3 separate regions of the Mus musculus genome follow, and all the other regions are linked to region 3. A link is a contact called in public promoter capture Hi-C data. All regions are on one chromosome and are shown on one strand. The core of a region is the stretch at or near the end of the contact, and the rest is flanking DNA. Distances in the headings are between cores, read along the strand shown. Region 1 holds the start of Ufsp2 (UFM1-specific peptidase 2). Region 2 holds the start of Tlr3 (toll-like receptor 3). Region 3 holds the start of Wwc2 (WW, C2 and coiled-coil domain containing 2).

Region 1 (3,193 bases), core at 530-3,029, 2.0 Mb before region 3:
AAGTCTCTGGATTGGTTGGTTGGTTGACTTCTTTTACGTACCCGCACAAGCCCCATCAGATAGGCTTGTGCATAGCTTTTGTGAGACCAAACTAGGAACAATATACTTTGCAGGTTAAAGTTTTTGTTTCCAGTTAAGACAGTTAAGACTAAGCTCCTGTTCATCCTGTACAGGCTACGGTTTCTATTTGTAGTTAAAGAATACGTTCCTGTTTGTCCTGCGTTAAGTGCTTCCAAGTTGAGATTTCTCCTTGTAATTAAGGACTGATCCCTGTTTCTTAGATAGGATGTAAACTGCAAAATGTCTTTCAACCAACACTAAACTTGCTACCCGATTCACATGATGTAGGAACATGACCTTGTTCCTTCCCTTTCACATTGTTCTTTGGTTTTGTTTTTACAATGTATAACAGCCAACTCTCTCAGTCCGGTGAACGATCTCTCTCTCTCTCTCTCTCTCTCTCTCTCTCTCTCTCTCTCTCTCTCTCTCTCTCTCTCGTGTAAAAAGGACCTAATGAGGCTGCCGCAAGGGGTGCTCTCAGAGTGAGACAGCCAGCAGGCTAGTACGGGCACACCCCAACACACAGCTTGCTTTAATTGGACAGTCATGGAGTTGGTCTCTTCTCCTGGAGATTCTCCGCTTTAACACCTTCCCAAGCTTCATTAACAGTCATCTTATATCCGTGGTTTGGCACCCTTTATTTTCCCCAGTGAACTGACAGCTAGGAACCATGAACTGAGTTTCAATCTCCTTCACCACATTCTTGAGGCAACGCTGCCCAGACTGGAATGGAACTCCTGGAATCAGGGAACCTCTGCCCTAACCTCCGGAGCGGCTTGAACGACAAAACCCCTTTAGTTTTTTACCATTGTCGCCCCAGCGCTTGCGGCCAATGCCTTCAACTTTGTCCCTACAATAAACTCTTTAAGTAAAACTTACAAAGTATTCATTCACACATTTACGCAATGTTTTTTGCAACCCTCTCCTTCTGGTCAGGTAGAAGTAGGAAAACAGACTTTAAAAGGCATAAATTTTGGTTTATAATCACGTAGACACGAAAATCGTGGGATTCTACCCAAGTAGAATATGGCAAGTTCCCTTCAAAAAGTTTGGCTAAGAAGGTTCCTCTGTTACAGCCCTGTCCACTGCATCCTTGCAATTTACTCAATAAATTCTTTTCTACGCCAGGAAAAAAAAAAAAAAAGTTTGGCTAAAAGGGAGAAACTGCAGAAAATAAATGGACTGATTGTCTAAGTTATTCCCTCTAAGGAAAGGTAGCTTGAAGTAGGCAGGTAGCTAAGGAAAACCCATGTCTGCGAGGCCGAGTCACCTCTCCAAAAGACACCTAATCCCACAACCAGAATCAGATGGACCCTGCTCCGGTCGGGGATCACTCCACAGCAGAGCCCGAAGAGCTCGAGGCCACGCGCTTGGCCGGGGCTCCAGCCTAGAGCGCAGCAGCAGAGGCGCGCGCCGCACAGTTCCGCAAGCTGCCGCTGGCGCATGTTAGGCCGCGTTGCCGTGGGAACGGGAGAACCCTTTCCCAACGTGCTACTGTAGGCCCTCGGAACGTTCGAACCCGCACGGCGCGTCCACGAAAACGGAAGAAAGGCCATAGAATACGTAAGTCTCAGCCAATAAAATCTCTCGAAACTAAGCCTTCTGTTTCCCCGCCATCGGCGAATAGTTTCCCTGTGGTACGCTCCGTGATGGTTGACGCGAAGCATTCTGGGAGTTGTAGTCACCTGTCGGAGCCCCGCAGTCGGCGGGCGTGACGTCACTTCCGGGACGACCCTTGCTTGCACGAAGTAGGTGTTCTTGCCATCGCCAGTGGTGCTTGGTAAGTGATTCTGGTTGTCAGTGACCTCCCCGTATTTACCCCTAGGACTTCGTCAACCGTTAGGAGAATGGCTCCAGGCCCCTAAAAGGAGCTGCTCCTGAGAGGCCAAAAGTCGCGGTACAAACTATCCTCACTTGGATCTCTTGGGTGATCTGGTCACCAGCAGCACCGGGTCATGCGACTCTCCGGGTCAGTCAGTGCATCTTGACAGTAAGGCACTATTTGTCGTATTTAGAAGCTAGCTAAAAGAACTTTTGGTTTTGAAAAGATAGACCTAACTTCCTTAAAATAGTCTTCTCCCTTCGCTTACGTGGCACAGAACTCTCCAGCTTCCCCCTTCTCCTAGCTCAGCTAAGTCCTGCCATCTGTACCGCAGATGATAATCTTCAGCTTACACCCTGAGCTTTCTCTCCGAACCCAATTCATAAGTCTAGTCAACTGCTTCCACTTAAATAAATCATTCAAACTCAGCAGTTACAGAGCCGGCTCATCATTTCCTGTTCTCCCCGCACTCTTCCTTCAGAATTCCCATTCGATAACCCAGCTCACCCCTCCTTGTGCCCACCAAACCCTTGACAAACTTGCCTCATCTCAAGAACAAAGTCAATAATCAAGTCTGGGTTCTACTTCTGGCTGGCTGTATTAAAACCTTCTTTACCGTCCTTGAGCTTTGTCCTTGCTGTCCGTCCATGGGTCATAGTCTAAGTGATCTTTTGCTTTGGTTTTAGGACAGAGCCTCACAAAACCCAGGCTGTCCTTGAACTGGCTACACAGTCAGGAATGACTTTGAAATCCAGACCTTCCTGCCTCTACCTCCCAAGTGTTGGGCTTACAATCGTATACATCAGCCTTCCTACATGTTGTTTCAATTAAGCGAACCTTCACCAATTGGCCACTGTGCTTAGAATGGGCTTACACACATAAGAATACCTCTTTACCTTGGAAAATTTAAGGCTTCTTTTATGGGCTACTTACCTGCCCTTCGAATTTCAGCTTAAATATTACATCTTCATAGAGTATCTTGCTTTAAAAGCCTAAAGAGACCCTGGCGCTTTCACATATGATTGCTTAAAGAATTGTCATAACAACCCTGGTTGAAGTACCATATCTTTTCCCCATTTTTTACAGAAAAGAATAGGCGTGACTGATTATGTTAAGCAGAAATCTTATTGTATAAGTACCCGAGTTAAACCTTACTCTTGCTTGTCTTTTCTTTTTTCTTTCTTTTCTTTCTTTCTTTTTTCTTTTTCTTTCTTTCTTTCTTTCTTTCTTTTTTTTTTTCAAGACAGGGTTTTTTGCTTGTCTTTTCAATCTTCAGTTTATGTAAGTATTTTTCTTACTCAAATGGTAATG
Region 2 (3,244 bases), core at 441-2,940, 2.6 Mb before region 3:
TCATATTCTACTCCTTGCTTAGGTAACATCTATCCCTCTGGAAAGACTGTAAATAGAAATTAGAATTACTAAGGACCAATGCATTTCCAAACTGTATCCCTGAATAACTGAAAGACAGTCTCAATCTGAAAACAAACTTCATTGAGAGTGAAAAGCAAAAAAAAAAAAAAATCCACCCCCCCAAAAAAAATCCACTAATGAAGCAGGCTGCATGAAAAACAAGGTCATGAGTGACTAGAATGTTAGGGAATTCAGAATGGTGACCACATGCACAAGCAGAAAGACAGAGAAAGTGGGAGGGGGACAAATCCTAAACAGCGTGTTAAGGAGATCATAAAACTTTTTTCATCAGTAACACGAGTTAGTAGGTAATAGTTAATAGTAAGGAAAAGCTTTCAAAACAGTTAGATACGTGTCAACACAAAATCACATCATAAAGTCATGAGAAGAGCTTATGACAACTTCTATATGGTGAAGGTTGACTGCTTTCCCCAAACTAGTCCATAATTTGCCAGCCTGGTTTCTGGCCTTACTCTACAACTTCCAGAACAGCCTGCCCTCCTCTCCTGCTGCCCTTCTTCATTCTGTAACAGAAAGTGACTGGCCAGTTCCTAGAAACATCTGAGAATTTGTCCTTTCTCAAGAACATTGTCATGGAGTGCCAGGTCTTCCTTTCTAGCTCACTAAATACAAAGGACTTTTTAACCTTCTGCGTTTTTGTTGTTGTTGTTGTTGTTGTTGTTTTATTTTGTTTTTGGAAAAGGTGCAATTTTTTAAAAAGTATTTTTAACTACCTTTTAATATAATCCTTTTACTTGCTCTTTGATGATTTCATACTATTCATTACACATACATATGTATTTTGATCTTGTTTACCCCTTACACCCCTCAGAGCCACATTCACCCACTTTTTAAAGCCTTTTACAAAATCACTTTGAATGCTTTCTCAAAGTATCTTTCCAAGAAGAGAAGTCTATAGAGGAAGTATGTTCTTGCTGCTGTTGTTTTAGTTGCTGCATAAAATTGGCATTTCATCACAAGATATCAGAATTTGTAGCTAAATTTACATTTGGAACTATGGTGCATTTTTCCCCTTCTCCCAATACCTGCATCATCTTCTATCTTCTTTTGGTGCGCGATTGTGATTCAGGCAGTTTAACTTCCCAGATAGAGAACAGGTGCGTCAACCTCAAAAGCCAAGTACATTCTGATTTTACTCAGCCTGAGGTCCTGCATCCCCTTAGTTTTCATTCAGACTTTTTTTTTTAAATCACACATTTCCTTTCAGCCTGAAAGTGAAACTTAAGTTGAGAGAGAGAGAGAGAGAGAGAGAGAGAGAGAGAGAGAGGGGGGGGGGGGGAGGGGGAGAGGGAGAGGGAGAGAGAGAGGATATTTTCAGCGAAACAGTTAAATTGTTATTAAACTGTTACCCTTTTTTAGTTTCTTTTTAAGGGCCTCCTGGGATTCATTGAAATGGTCACAAATCGACCTTCAGGGAGGAAGGTGTAAGCCGAGGAACCGGCCGCCGCCTGGGGGCAGAATTCTGGAAGTCAGTAAGTTTCTGGCTTCAGAGCCAAGCCCTCTGCAGTGGGTTTCAGATCCTTGCAAACCTGTGATATGCGCAGTGCATGGTCTGAGGTTGGGACTGCCGCCCAGAGACCCAGAGTGCTGGTCGGGAATCGCGCATAGTGGGAGGGGCCAACAGGGACCGGCCGTGTGGGGAAATGGGATGTGTCTAAACAAAGTGAAAGCCATTCACTTACCTCGCTTTATCTTCTTTGCAAAATGAGTAAAGTCGAACTTAATCTCTTAGGTAAAAATGGCCATCCAGTTTTCCAGCAGGAAATGTTGAGGACATCTCGGACACAGGAGGAGGTCCTGCCTCAAAAGCAGGAAACTCCCAGAAACAACTAGGCCGGGAAATAACAATGGGGGAAGGGAGCAGGGAGGGAGGAAGGAAGGCAGAAGTTTGGTCCAGCACTGGGTGTCACAAAGAGCCTTTCTTACTCAAGCAGGCCCAGTTTTCCACAAAACCCACAAATTAGGCATCAGTAGGCATCTGTTTGGTCAGAGAAGAGCTCGGGATTAACTCCTTCTTCCTCAATTAGCTATGAGGACTCCAACTGGTTAAAGAAACGGAGTTGCAAGGGAATGAAGTCAGTTTTCTTTTCATTACAGATGAGCAATGACATAGTATTCAGCCAGGTTGTTATTTAGTTTTAAAAAAAAAGTTAAACGTAATAAAGCATACAAGAAATGGGAGAGCACCTGACCTGATCTTCTTGTCTTGAAGCCAAGAGAGGGGAGTGCCTGAGCTCTCAGTCAATAGTTCCTTTGTTTGGCAGAGGTGAAAGTGGAAAAGGTGAATGGCCACAGAAGTGAAAGCAAGAAGTAACTTTGTATCCTGGTGCAAATTGCTCTTCCCTGGCCCCAGGAGGTTACTTCCTGTGGTTACCTGGCTCATGGCTACACTCTTAGCTCAACACCATAAGCAAGCACTTTGTCCTCAGTAAATTAATGACCTCTACATTGATCCACCTGGATGCCAACACAACGTTGATAGTCTTGGCAAGATTTCACCTCTGTGGGTTCCTTGAAAACAGGTTGGGCTGCATTTTTGTAATTTTACTTCTGACACCATCTCACAGAAGAACTTGCTAGCCTCTAAAGGACTAGTCTCCTGACAGAGAATCGGCTGCTGTATGGTCCTCTCCCACACTGACCCTTGGCTTGGGTAGCTTTGACCAAGTGGATATCTGTCTGGTTCTGAGTCCATTAGGGAAGCCTGATAAGTGCCTCTGTATTTAAGACTTGTCTTCTTGGAACACCAGTCTCTCTCAGGCTTCATTGGAATCTGGGGCTCCAATGCTATGCAATCAGAAGCCTAGATTAGCTGTGCAATGGATATAAGGAGGGGAATGTGCATGCTCACGAACACCTAGGAGATGGCTAACATGGACTCTGGCTGCATGGGAGACAGTCCTCCAATCTACTTTAACTTACTGCAGTTTCTTCAGCAATGACCTTGAATGACCTTCTTCAACAAGTTCTGCCAACATCCCAGAAAAGCTGCAAACCATCTTGCTGCTGCTTTACTGTTTAGAAATGGAGTGATAGGCCATGCAGCATTAGATAAGTACAATATACTTCCTCTATAATCTATAATATCTTATGCTTTGTAATTCTTTACAGATATTAGGTTAGCTGTAATGTTAGTTGACTAGTAAGTGGCTTCAAATAAATA
Region 3 (3,021 bases), core at 439-2,938:
CATAATGAGTTCCAAGCCAGCTAGCCTGAGCTACAATACAGTATGAGGCAGTCTAGAAAAATATAAAAAAACAAAAATACCTCCTTAATGGACAGATTTCAAATTTTACAAAAAAAAAAAAAAATGCACCCTACATTCCTTTTTTTTTTTTTTTTTTTCTTTTTGAGACAGGATTTCGAATAACCCAAACTAGCCTTGAACTCCTGATTCTCCTTCCACCTCACAAGTGCTGAGTTTGGACAGATGTGTGAGACCGTCCACACCCTCTAACAACTTTAATTCTAAGTGTTCCTTCTAAAAGCAAAGAGAGAGTTGAGTGAGAAACAGAAAGAACATTGGTGAGCAGTCCACCAATGTTCAGCTCCTGAACTTCTTAGATCTCTTGTTTGCTTCATTCAGCTCTCCAGGTAAGAACAAAATGCTTATATCGCTGTGCAAAAACTAGGCTAAGCTTCAAGTCTGGGCTACCCACAGCTGTGGTCAAGGTTCCCTTCCAGTCTCCGTGCCACTTCACAAGGAAAATCTGACCAGGTTTCCAGGTGAGGAACCACGGTTAGAAGCAAAACTCCAAAACAGTGGTTTGTTTTTTTAATCTTAGGGGCAAAGCTACGAAGGTCGAGCCAGGAGTGGGACCCTCTCTCCACGTTCAGACCCTAGGACATGGTTCGGGGTGCGCCCTAGGAAAAGCTTGCAGTCAGTGCCCAGGAGCTAGGTATGTAAGGCAGGAGAGATGCCACAGGTGGCCCAGATGACTAGTAATTCACCATCACTTAGGCCTCCGGGAGGCCCCGAGCTCAGCGTGCCTCAGAGGTCGAAAGGTGCCCTCTCCCTCCATCTGACCAACTTTAAACAGCACACAGGAGGTCTAGAGAGGGGTCAAGTACCCACACACACACACCCTGAGCCGGCTAACTGGACTCAGGGTGCCAACCCAGGGCACCAATCCGGCCCTTCCCTTGGGACAGGGAGTGTCTACAAGTCCCCGAGGGGTGTGGGGAAGGCAGTGGGCAATGGGGCCCAAGAAGGGGCGCCTGGCGGGCAGATACAGCCGCGCCTAGGCCGACCGTCCCGCGCCTACCCCGGAGCCCCTCGGGGGGTGCAGGGCCGGCGACGCCCCACGCCCCCGGCGCCCTCCAGGTCTCCCAGACAACAGCCACCGCAGCACTTCCCGAGGCGGGTCCCCGCACCCGGCCGGGGCCCGGCCACCCACCTGTCCCGGGGGTCGATCCAGCTGGTCCTCCTGGTGTTGTGGTCGATGTAGAAAACCTTGCCGTCGTAGTCCCTGGCCTCCTCCCAGCCCCGGGGTAGCGGCAGCTGCCCGCTCCCGGCCCTCCTAGGCATGGTCGGCGGCCTCGCCGGCGAGCGGCGCCTCCATAGGGACCGGGCGCGGGGCGCGGCGGGAACGCGGGTGCCGGCGAGGGGCGTGCGGGGCGAGGGGCACGGCGAGCTACGCGCGGGGAAGCCTCGGGGATCCCTGCTCTCAGCCCTGCCGGAGATCAGTCCACCATGTCTGCGTCGGAACAGACGAGCGAGCCCTCCTCCTCCTCCTTGCCGCCGCTGCCTCCGCCTCTTCCTCCTCCTCCCCGTCCCCCTGTGGCCGCCGAGGGTCGCGGCGCCCAGGCTGCCCCGGCCGACGCCGTCTGGGCTCGGATCCGGGAAGCTCCGCGGAGCAACGGCCCGGCGGCGACTGGCCTGCTCATTTGCATGCGATTAGCATGCGCTCCGCCCCCGGCCCGCCCCGCGCCCGCCTCATCTGCATGCACATTCCTCGCCGCCACATTCCTGAGCTTAACCCTGCAGCTGCCGGGGCGGCCGCGGCGGGACGCGGGGCTGAGCCCGGGCGGGGGAGGGGAGCGACGAGGCCAGGTGGGAGGCGGTAGGGCGGAGGAATGCACAGCTCGCTCCCTCCTCTGCAGCCCGAGATGTCCCCTCTCCGCCAGACCCTTTGGGGATTTAGAGGGCTTTCTGGATGGAAAAAGAAGCCAAAGAAAAAAAAGTCTGCAACCTTCTCAACCTCTTTCCGTCTTCTAGGGAAACCACAAGACTTTCGAGAGGAAAGGGTGGGGAATGCTGTCCTGGGAAGAAGTCCCAACAAACAGTAAGGGCACAGAACGCCCCCACCCCCCCCACCCCCCCCCCCCCACGCCGCGCCCCGTGCCTTGGCTGTTCCCGGCGGTGGGGAAGTGTGCAAAAAGCGCTGGGAGTGTGTCCGGGGCGTGTCCGGGGCCGCGGCGCCCCCGAGCCTTCTGCTCAGTCTGGCCCTCGGTGACCTCACCAGGGCCTCGCGGGCCTAAGGGAGCAAAGTAAAGGCGGGTCCCTATCCATGAGAGCTGCGACATGTCCGCCCCAGTGGCCCACGGGGCAACTCCGGCCTGATCCTTAGAAGCGACAGGGCCACCCCGCCACTGTCGCCGCCAGTCAGCCCCGCGCGGGCCCTAGGGGTCCGAATCACCGGTGCTGCCCCGCCGGGTCAGGGGGCTGCACTGGCGGGGTCAGGGCCCTGTGCATCTGGCGTCCCCTTCTGGGTTTAAATCCAAGGGACATGGCTGCGTCCACTATCCAGTCCCTTCCTTCCAACTCTCTGTCCCGGGAAGTTCTCCACCCCAGTCCCGGACCGGGGGTGGGGGGTGGGGTGGCAGAAGGGGTTAATAATCACTCGGAAGGGGGCCAAGGCGGGAGTCAGTGGCCACACTTTGCTTGATCAAGGGTCCATCTGGTATGAGGTGTAGATCTCTCACAAACATTTATTTATTTAGCTATTAAGTGCTGATCGGCCCTGGGTAGGAGCCGGATGTCAGACTCCTAAGACGACAAAGCCTTGGCAGAGTCAAGACACTAAGCTTGCAGTGTCCCTTGTCCTCAGTCTGAGAAATAGCCTTTCGTCCTCAACCTTTACAGCCTGCTGTGCATTGCCAACCTTGTCAATATTCTCCCAGGCCTCTAAGCAGATGCTTTTGAAATGGCAGATTTTAGGAAGAAAGGCCCCAGAGCTCAATCCTTCACCTCTTGGTCTGAATTCCC

What was found. Promoter capture Hi-C pulls out the DNA fragments that hold promoters and counts their contacts.
Region 1: a contact with region 3 is called in a promoter capture Hi-C map of pre-B cells, with 4 times the contacts expected there. The contact joins the promoter of Ufsp2 here to the promoter of Wwc2 in region 3. A contact is called at or near these places in 3 of 39 promoter capture datasets (hippocampal neurons, liver and pre-B cells).
Region 2: a contact with region 3 is called in a promoter capture Hi-C map of pre-B cells, with 2.7 times the contacts expected there. The contact joins the promoter of Tlr3 here to the promoter of Wwc2 in region 3. A contact is called at or near these places in 2 of 39 promoter capture datasets (liver and pre-B cells) and 1 of 9 other capture datasets (liver).

What each region holds. Positions count from the first base shown.
Region 1 is chr8:45,973,749-45,976,941 of GRCm38.p6, forward strand. Ufsp2 (UFM1-specific peptidase 2) reads left to right here and starts at 1,780. Exons shown (of 12, transcript NM_138668.2): 1 at 1,780-1,840. 1700029J07Rik (RIKEN cDNA 1700029J07 gene) reads right to left here and starts at 1,504. Exons shown (of 7, transcript NM_001033148.3): 1 at 1-1,504.
Region 2 is chr8:45,408,690-45,411,933 of GRCm38.p6, forward strand. Tlr3 (toll-like receptor 3) reads right to left here and starts at 1,691. Exons shown (of 7, transcript NM_001357316.1): 1 at 1,611-1,691; 2 at 1,107-1,289; 3 at 1-46.
Region 3 is chr8:47,988,856-47,991,876 of GRCm38.p6, forward strand. It overlaps Wwc2 (WW, C2 and coiled-coil domain containing 2), which reads right to left and starts at 1,689. Exons shown (of 23, transcript NM_133791.5): 1 at 1,211-1,689. The coding sequence starts at 1,341.